Linked DNA regions of Macaca mulatta: region 1 is linked to region 2. The links are chromatin contacts, called in public Hi-C maps. All regions are on one chromosome and are shown on one strand. Each heading gives the region's core, a stretch centred on a gene start, on an enhancer-like site or on the middle of the called end of the contact. The rest is flanking DNA. Distances are from core to core; before and after follow the strand shown. Region 1 holds the start of PILRB (paired immunoglobin like type 2 receptor beta). Region 2 holds the start of LAMTOR4 (late endosomal/lysosomal adaptor, MAPK and MTOR activator 4).

Region 1 (5,175 bases), core at 2,605-5,104, 79 kb before region 2:
ACTTTGGGAGGCCGAGATGGGTGGATCACGAGGTCAGGAGTTCGAGACCATCCTGGCTAACACAGTGAAACCCCGTCTCTACTAAAAAATACAAAAAACTAGCCGGGCCAGGTGGTGGGCGCCTGTAGTCCCGGCTACTCGGGAGGCTGAGGCAGGAGAATGGCGTAAAAACCCGGGAGGCGGAGCTTGCAATGAGCTGAGATCCGGCCTCTGCACTCCAGCCTGGGCGACACAGCGAGACTCCGTCTCAAAAAAAAAAAAAAAAAAAAAAGAAGTTCTTATTCAGGTGGGGCACAGTGGCTCATGTCTGTAATCCCAGCACTTTGGGAGGCCAAGGTGGGCGGATCACCTGAGGTCAGGAGTTCAAGACCAGCCCAGCCAACATGGTGAAACCCCCGTCTCTACTAAAAAAAAGAACAATACAAAAATTAGCTGGACACAACGGTGCACACCTGTAGTCCCAGCTACTCGGGAGGTTGATGCAGGAGAATCACTAGAACCCGGGAGGTGGAGGCTGCAGTAAGCCAAGATCATACCACTGCACTCCAGCCTGGGTGACAGGAAGAGTCCATCTCAAAAAAAAAAAAAAAAAAAAATCAATTTGGGGATATTGACCTGTTAACAGTGAGCCTTAGCCAGGCACAGTGGCTTATGCCTGTCATCCCAGCACTTTGGGAGGCCAAGGAAGGCAGATCACTTGAGCCCAAAGTTTGAGACCAGCCTGGGCAATGAAACTTCATCTCTACAAAAAAAAAAAAAAAAGAAAAACTACAAAAATTAGCCAGGTATGGTGGCACGTGCCTGTGGTCCCAGCTACTTGGGAGCCGGAGGCGGGAGGATCGTTTGAGCCCAGGAGGTTGAGGCTGCAGTGAGCTGAGATCCCACCACTGCACAGCCCGGATGACAGAGTGAGACCTTGTCCCAAAACACCACCACTAGGCCATGCACGGTGGCTCACGCCTGAAATCCCAGCACTTTGGGAGGCTGAGGTGAGCGGATCATGAGGTCAGGAGATCAAGACCACCCTGGCCAACATGGTGAAACCCCGTCTCTACTAAAAATACAAAAATTAGCTGGGCGTGGTGGTGGGCGCCTGTAGTTCCAGCTACTCAGGAGGCTGAGGCAGGAGAATCGCTTGAAACCAGGAGGCAGAGGTTGCAGTGAGCTGAGATTGCGCCACTGCACTCCAACCTGGTGACAGTACAAGACTCCATCTCAAAAAAAAAAAAAAAAAAAAAAAACCACCACCACCAAAACAACAATGAGCCTTGTGATATATGAACATGGTGTATCTCACCCTTGACTTAGGCCCTGACACTCAGGCCTTTCAGACATGATCTGGCCTGGCCCCCAAGCAATGTCAGCCACACCACCTGGTGTAGATGTGAGACTGCTCTCAGAGCACCCTCATCAGCCAGCTGCGCCTCCACCCACCAGGAACATGCTTGTCCAGGCCTGCCCCCTGCCCTCCTTCCCCAAGAACTCCTCTTCCTCCCAGCCCTGTGCCCCCTGGGCGGGTTACGGCAATGCTTTGCACCTCAGGCTCCACATCTGTCAAATTGGACATCCTGAAAATACCCACCTCCTGACTTGTAAGATAAGACCATCTGGGAAGAGTTGCTCAGGCCTTGGGAGCCTCCTGGTTTACAATCTTCACATCCCTGCAGGTCTCCTCGCCCTTCTCATGTATCTGATGCTCAACGTGAGTCACATGGGTGCCACACGGCCAGGGAGGGACCCCCAGGATTCAAACCCAGGTCCATTCAAAGCTGAAACCTTACTGTGGGCCATGGGTGTTGGGGCTTGTCCTGGGCCCCTGGGGCCACTGGAGGGGAAGCAGGTGCTGCTGCTGGGCTGATTCAGCTCTTCCCCTAGAGCACATCAGCTCCCTCAGGCCTCAATTTCCATGCACACTGAACCAACAGCACTCTGGTCTCTGGGTCTCAGGCTCAACCATGCACCACAGCACAGTGCACCACACACTCTCAGGGCGCCCTTTGTCGCTGCTGCTGGCTCTCACACTTGAGGTTGGGCAGCACGGAGCAGGCTGGATGTCGGGATACTTTCTGGGTCCCAAGGTGTTTGGCTCTGAGTCCCACAGGGACCAGGCTGGGCTGCAGCCTCCTAAGCTTATGGAAGACAGGTTCAGGCCAGGGGACTCTTCCTCCACTGTGTGATGGGCAAGTGGCCCTGGCAGGGGGTCCCTCAGAGCTCCCCCTTTGTCTGCCTTTTTTTTTTTGAGACAGAGTCTCACTCTGTTGCCCAGGCTGGAGTGCAGTGGCGCGATCTTGGCTCACTGCAAGCTCTGCCTCCCGGGTTCACGCCATTCTCCTGCCTCAGTCTCCAGAGTAGCTGGGACTACAGGCGCCCACCACCACACCCGGCTAGTTTTTTGTATTTTTAGTAGTAACAGGGTTTCACCGTGTTAGCCAGGGTGGTCTCAATCTCCTGACCTCATGATCCACCCGCATGGGGCTCCCAAAGTGCTGGGATTACAGGCGTGCGTGAGCCACCGCGCCCGGCCCCCCTTTGTCTGCTTCTTAGAGATACCCAGCTTTCTGGAGATCCCCTTTAGGTTTCCCCTGAGACCTTACAAGCCCCACTGTTCACACCCACCCTGGGTCCAGGGTGCTTTTGCTCTCTCCCTTCCCTCCCTGTCATCTTCCTCCCGGCACTGCCTTCCTCACGCTCCTTGGGGACCTCTGCAGCAACCCTTCGTCTCTTCCTTGAGCCCCCAGTCTTGGAGGAACTGCTGAGCTGCCTAGGCCAGTGCTGAGGGTTTCTGGGAGGAGGAGGATGACCACCAGCTGAGGAAGGCAGGCCTGACCACCTGCAACCACCCTCTTTCCAGCATAGTACAGAGCTGGGAACTGGATGGGGCTGGGTCCTGGCAAGGCCACATCAGGGCCTGCCTGGGGCAGTGCGCTGGGCTGCGGAGGGTGGTGAGGGTGGATGCAGCCTCTGGGCAGGCCGTCCCTGAGCTGGACGTAGGGCATGGTTCCTGATTGGCAGCTGGCACTTCCTGCGATGTCCCCCATGCAGTCCCAGGGAGGGGCTGAGGGGCGGGTGCCCTTCCTCCCCAGGGGTGCTCACCCCTGCTCAGGCAGCAGCCTCAGCCTGGCTCTGGAACGACACAGCCCCGCCACCTAGGGCCTGCTACGTTCCTGGGGAGTCTCGAAGCCCAGAGCCCTCTCTCTCACGCTGTCTCGTGTGGCAAAAGCCCCATCAGGCCCAGGCTGTGGGGCCCACAAGCAGAAGGGCCGGCTCTGGATGGAACATTTTGTGGGGAGGCCCCCACGTCTGTGAAGGCCTCTGCCTGCCCGGAGAGGAGGTGGGGGAAGTGACTGAGGGAAGATTTCAGGCGAATCCCCCTACTCTCCACCCCCTGCCTGACACCCGCTATGGAAGGAGGGCATCAGGACCGCAGACCAGGCCACAGCAGGGAGCCCGGCAGAAGGATGCCAGGTCAAACCACAGGGACTTCTCTCAGGCTGAAGCCCCAGGAACCCTTGCAGCTGTCCTAGGACATGGTGGGATTGGAGCAGAAACCATCCTGCTGGGATCCCCCAGTTCTATCTAGGCAGCTAGAAGTGTCCCTCAGGAAGCTCCCCCAACCCCCCGCCACCCCAAGAAGCCAGGACAGATCTCTAAGATTGGGACACTGCCCTCTCCCTGGGCCAACTCCAACCCTGCAAGGAGGCCCCAACCCACTCTGGTTCTCACCTGGCTTCTTCCTCCAGGGGTGGAGACTGCCTCCCCAGTCTCTTCACCCCCAAAGAAGCAGCACAGTCAAGGCCCAAGTCAGAGAAACTGTGTTGCTGACTTCGTCACGGCAGGAAACGACTGGAATGGGGTTCTGTCACGCACACACTCACACCTGTGCCCACACACCCCCACGCATGCACACACACAGACCACATCCGCAGCAGGTGGGCCTGGCCAAGTACCCGTGGTACACTTATTGGAGGCCCAAGAATAAAGTAAGGGGGTGGCGCCCAGGAGGCCAGGGAAGGGGAAAGTCCAGTGGCCTCATGGTCTCTCTCATCGAACTCCGAAGCGTCCTTCCACGGCCCTGGGACCCCGACAGTCAGGGAAAAGAGTGAGGCCGGGACCGGTGTGGGGAGGCCTCTCCCATGCCTGAGTGTAGAGTCCGTTCTCAACAGAGACAAAGCTGCCACGTGCAAGGATGGGTGTGGAGGCCGAGGCGGCAGGGCCCTGGGGCTGGTGTGCGGCGTGGGTGGGGAGCGATGCCCACCCGTTGGGGTGAGCCGTGTCCAAAGTAGCTGGGCAGAAGCTGGTGTTGATAGTGGCATAAGGGTCGTGGAGAGCAGCCTGGGAGGCCTGGCTGGGCGCCTGCACGGGGGAAGGAGGGTCAAGTGAGTCTGTACAGCTTGGGTCCAGCCCTGGCCCCCCTTCCCCTGCCACCTCGTCCCCAAAGCAGCCCTCCTCCTCACCCATGCTTGTGCTGTCAGTGCCTGGGAGTTGGTGTGGGATGGCTGTAGCCTAGGGGTAGGGCTGGGAGAGAGCGAGGATGGTCAGAGCTCTGCAGGGCATGTGGCCAGCCCAGTGTCAGGGGGATGTGAACAGGGCCCAGGTCTCACCGGTGCTTCTGTCGGCGCAGCAGGTGAAGGAGGTATCCACAGCCAAAGAGGAGGACTCCTGAGAGCCCCAAGATCCCGGCCAGATCTGCCCGCAGAATGGGGACAGGAGTTGGCGGGGCAGAGAGCCCTGGGCACAGAGACAAGAATCAGATCGGTGGCCAGTGTCCAAGCCCCTCCCTGCCCTCCTGGGCTCCTCGCCCTGGCCCCACCTGGGTCTGAGCTGGGCGGGAGGCTCCCACAGGACTCCCAGGAGCCTTCAGGGAAGGATGCAAACTTGCAGCAGAAGGTGGTGTTGGCGAAGGGGCTGCTGGCCCCAGAGTCTTCCAGGGCGAGAGAGATGCTGCTCTGGGTTTCCCAGCGGGCCTGGCGAGCAGGGGCCCATTGCCGGGTGCCAAGTTCTGGGTGCAACACAGCCAGCTTGGTCCCCCCAGCACCATCGGGGCCTCCCCAGCTCACAGTCACCAGGGAGATGGAGCCAGGCCCCAGGAACCCACAATGGATAGTGAAGGACGAGAGCTCAGTGGCCTCCATCTGAACTTGCACCCACACCTCCGGGGTCCCTGTGGAACAGCAG
Region 2 (4,668 bases), core at 1,583-4,082:
ACAGGCTTGAGCCACCGCGCCCGGCCTTAAGGAACATGTTTCTTAAGGCATCATCACTCTTCCAGGCTTTAAAGTTCTAGCTAGAGAAGTATTTCTTTTATTACCTATTTCTAGTCATTAGCAAGATATACTGATTCCTTCTTTAAAATATCTTCTCCCAGCCAAGCACAGTAGCTCATACCTATAATCCCAGCACTTTGGGAGGCCAAGGCAGGAGGACTGATGGAGGCCAGGACTTCGAGACCAACCTGGGCAACATAGCAAGACCCCTGTCCCTATAAATTTTTTTTTTTTAATGGCTGGGCGTGGTGGTGCTTGCCTATAGTTCTAGTTACTTGGGATGCTGAGGTGGGAGGATCGCTTGGGCCCAGGAGTTCAAGACTGCAATGAGATGTGATCACACTACTGCACTTCAGCCTGAGTGACAGCAAGACTCTGTCCTAAAAAAAAAAAAAAAAAAAAAGGGCCGGGCGCGGTGGCTCATGCCTGTAATCCCAGCACTTTGGGAGGCTGAGGTGGGCAGATCACAAGGTCAGGAGTTCGAGACCAGCCTGGCCAACATGGCAAAATCCCATCTCTACTAAAAATACAAAAATTAGCCGGGTGTGGTGGCACACGCCTGTAATCCTAGCTACTCAGGAGGCTTAGGCGGGAGAATCGCTTGAACCTGGGAGGCGGAAGTTGCCCTGAGCTGAGATCATGCCACTGCACTCCAGCCTGGGCCACAGAGCGAGACTCTGTCTCAAAAAACAACAAAAACAAAAACAAAACTCTTCTCTCCTTGCTCCTTCTTACTGCCACTTGCCCAGTCTCATCTCTTTTTTTTTTTTTTTTTTTTTGAGACGGAGTCTTGCTCTGTCACCCAGGCTGGAGTGCAGTGGTGCAATCTTGGCTAACTGCAACCTCCGCCTTTCTGGTTCACGCCATTCTCCCGCCTCAGCCTCCCGAGTAGCTGGCGCCCACCACCACGCCTGGCCAATTTTGTTTTTGTATTTTTAACAGAGACAGGGTTTCACCGTGTTGGCCAGGATGGTCTAGATCTCCTGACCTCGTGATCCACTCGCCTTGGCCTCCCAAAATGCTGGGATTACTAAAGACGTGAGCCACCTATGCCTGGCCCAGTCTAATCTCTTAATGATGCCTCCTTCTGCCCATCTTCACATCACTAACAACAATATTGCTCAACCACCTCACTGGGTCTTGTTTCTGTTTAAAAAACCTTTCAAGCTGTATTACCTCCAAGAAGAATAAGTTCAAGTGTGTTAACCTGGCCTTGAAGATCCTTCACAATCAGATCCTCCCTGACCATATCTTCCTCTTCCCTCAAATCTTCCCAAATCTTTTCAGCACAGACTTACCATCAGTTTAGAAAGGTCAGTGCCACACACCTGCAAATATGTCCACCTCCCCACTGTAAATACTCTCCTTTAAGCTGGGCTGAATTCCTACCTCCAGGGAAGTTAGTTACCTTGTCATAACATGTTGAATTTTTAATATCCTGGATTCCTTCAATAGTCTTTTACCACCTGTATTGTTTTCAACACTTAACCTTAAGCTTTGTCTCTAGCTAAATCAAAAACATCTAGAGACCTAACACTATACAGTACTATGGAACAAAATACAAATGACTCTTTAAGAAATATCAAATAAAGGCCAGGGATGTTGGCTCACGCCTGTAATCCCAGCACTTTGGGAGGCTGAGGCAGATGGATCACCTGAGGTCAGGAGTTTGAGACCAGCCTGGCTAACACGGTGAAACCCCGTTTCTACTAAAAATACAAAAAAATAGCCGAGCGTGGTGGCACATGCCTGTAATCCCAGCTACTCTGGAGGCTGAGGCAGGACAATCGCTTGAACCCCGGAGGCGGAGGTTGCAGTGAGCCGAGATCGCACCACTGCACTCCAGCTTGGGCAACAAGAATGAAACTCAGTTTCAAAAAGTGTAAATAAATAAGTAAATAAATAAACCGCAACCGTTAGGAGACTAAGATTCCACAGACTGATTACTGAAAGTAATTGCAAAAACTGCAAATACTTTTGTACCAACCTAATAGATGCCAGACCGCAAACCAGGTAAAAGTCGAGAAAAGAAGGGCCAATATTAGAAGGGGTTACCGGGCTGTGTGCACTAAGGGACCCCCTCCCTTTCCCAGAACGCACCGCCAGCACTGCACCTTCACTCAGTACCAGGTAGCCGAGCTGGTCTGGGATTCGCTCCAGCCCCTGGGTCAGTGCAGAAGTCTAGTGGGTAAAGATGCAAGTAGTGAGAAGCATGCTAGAGGGATGGATGGCCCCTGATACCCTTCACCTACAAACCCAAGTCTCTTGATTGGCGATGGCCCCAGGTTTTCTCATTCCCCAGCCAGGTCCTTTCCCGGCTCCCTTCCCCCTACATGGTCCTCAATACTGATCTTCCCGAGCCTCCATCTGCCCCCACTCTCGGCCCCCGGGCTCCCCTGGCCTTCCACGCTCCACCTATGCTACTCCGAGGGGACTTCGCTGCCCCACTGGCCCCTGCCCCCAGACCCTCTCTCCACCTCCCCGCCCCTGACCTGCAGACTACCCGCAGCCCCAGAACACCCTCCCACAGACCCCTCCCCAGCATTCCCATCGCCATCCCTCCCATCTCCATCCCGTCTTCCTCCCCGAGCGGATAGGAGGTGAGGGTGGAGCGCAGACCCACGAGGGGGAAACCACACAGATTGGGGAGCAGAGACGCGGAACCCCCGGCGGGTCCTCCCGCGCATGCGTCCTCACTCACCATCGCAGTCTTCGGTGCTGGTGGAGCTCCCTACCAGATAGGTAGCTTCCGGCTTCAGGCCCCGGTCACGTGCTCGCACCCGGAGCGCTCCTCCTTCTGCTTGCTTCCCTACCCTTTAGCCGCGCCTCTAGCATGAGGATTGGATCGTGGCCACGTCGTCAGACCCAACCAGCCAGTGCGAAGCGCTCCTTCCCGGAGGCGCACGTTGATTGGTGATATCCCCTCTTTAACACCCATCTCCCCGCCTCTCAGTCAGTGCCTGAGCGAGAGGAGGCGGGAGTGCTTCCGCGGAGGGGACGGTGTGGGAGGGCCAGGAGTGGGACAGGGTTGACCGTGTGGCTCCGCGCGCGCTTTCTAGAGTCTGGGTTCCGCCTGAACCAGGATGCCCGCTAGTGTGACCTCCCAAACGAATGCCTTCCCAGGTTTAAGACTGGACCCAAAAAACGTGATAATAAAAGGAAATAACGTGCAATGCATGTAAAAAGCTATTCAAGGCTGGGCGCCCAACCTTCAAATGCTACTTTTATGCCTACTCAAGACCGCTCTTTGTTGAAGACAAGAATTTGTTCCCTTGGCCGGGCGCGGTGGCTCACAACTGTAATCCCAGAACTTTGGGAGGCCGAGGCGGGCGGATCACGAGGTCAGAAGATGGAAACCATCCTGGCTAACACAGTGAAACCCTGTCCCTACTAAAAAATACAAAAAAATTAGCTAGGCGTGGTGGCGGGCGCCTGTAGTTCCAGCTATTCGGGAGGCTGAGGCAGGAGAATGGCGCGAACCTGGGAGGTGGAGCTTGCAGTGAGTCGAGATGACGCCACTGCACTCCAGCCTGGGAGACAGCGAGACTACATCTCAAAAAAAAAAAAAAAAAGATTTTGTTCCCAAAGTGGTTTTTTGTCTTCAGATTCAGTCTGGGACAATGTGATGGTGAATAGAATCACCAGCTAGCCAATGCAGATACAATACTGAATATTCTCTGCAGGAAAAAATTAGAAACAGTACCTTGGAATGATACACACACACACACACACACACATACATACATACATACATACATCACACAATGTAAACATTGGAAATTTTTGTTTTAAATAATTTCTAGACCTGTTGCCGTATTAATGTGGTGGAGGCAGTGTTAGTGAGTAATATGAAGAGTGATTCTAGAAGCCTGGGCAACATAGCAAGACCCCATCTCTAAAAATTTAAAAATTAACCAGGCATGATACCGCACATGTAGTCCCAGCTACCGGGGAGGCTGAGGTGGGAGAATTGCTTGAGCCCAGGAGTTTGAAGCTGCAGTGAGCCATGATCATGCTACTGCACTCCAGACTGGGTAAAAGAGCAAGATTGTCTCAAAAACAAACCAAAAAAATCTGAATATAGTAACAATTGTTGAAGTCTGGGTGTCTTTTAAGACTTGTTAGAAACAACAATCAAGGCTGGGCATGGTAGCTCACACCTGTAATCCCAGCTGTTTGGGAGACCAAGGCGGGTGGATCACCTGAGGTCAGGAGTTCAAGACCTGCCTGGCCAACATGGTGAAACCTCATCACTACAAAAAATACAAAAAAAAAAAAAAATTAGGCAGGTGCAGTGGTACATGACTGTAATCCCAGCTACTGGGGAGGCTGAGGCAGGAGAATCCTTGAACCCAGGAGGCGGAGGTTGCAATGAGCCAAGATTGTGCCATTGCACTCTGACCTGGGCAACAAGAATGAAACTCCGTCTCAAAAAAAAAAGAAGATTTTGATGTAATAAATTATGGTGGCAGTATTCTTTTGTTTGTTTGTTTGTTTTGTTTTTTGAGGCGGAGTTTCACTCTTGTTGCCCAGGCTGGAGTGCAATGGCACGATCTCGGCTCACCGCAACCTCCGCCTCCCAGGTTCAAGCAATTCTCCTGCCTCAGC

What was found. Hi-C and Micro-C count contacts between places; a contact is called where the count stands out from the background.
Region 1: a contact with region 2 is called in a Hi-C map of blood, with 4 times the contacts expected there. The contact joins the promoter of PILRB here to the promoter of LAMTOR4 in region 2. A contact is called at or near these places in 7 of 14 Hi-C or Micro-C datasets (CD4 T cells, blood, cortical neurons and 4 more).

What each region holds. Positions count from the first base shown.
Region 1 is chr3:47,546,196-47,551,370 of T2T-MMU8v2.0, reverse strand. PILRB (paired immunoglobin like type 2 receptor beta) reads right to left here and starts at 3,854. Exons shown (of 6, transcript XM_077996374.1): 1 at 3,724-3,854. PVRIG (PVR related immunoglobulin domain containing) reads right to left here. Exons shown (of 5, transcript XM_028845576.2): 3 at 4,811-5,161; 4 at 4,602-4,728; 5 at 3,797-4,353. The coding sequence ends at 3,828. LOC144339726 (a long non-coding RNA gene) reads left to right here and starts at 4,006. Exons shown (of 3, transcript XR_013415083.1): 1 at 4,006-5,175.
Region 2 is chr3:47,466,495-47,471,162 of T2T-MMU8v2.0, reverse strand. LAMTOR4 (late endosomal/lysosomal adaptor, MAPK and MTOR activator 4) reads right to left here and starts at 2,832. Exons shown (of 4, transcript XM_077996395.1): 1 at 2,762-2,832; 2 at 2,161-2,241. The coding sequence starts at 2,764. LOC144339725 (a long non-coding RNA gene) reads left to right here. Exons shown (of 2, transcript XR_013415082.1): 2 at 1,907-2,242.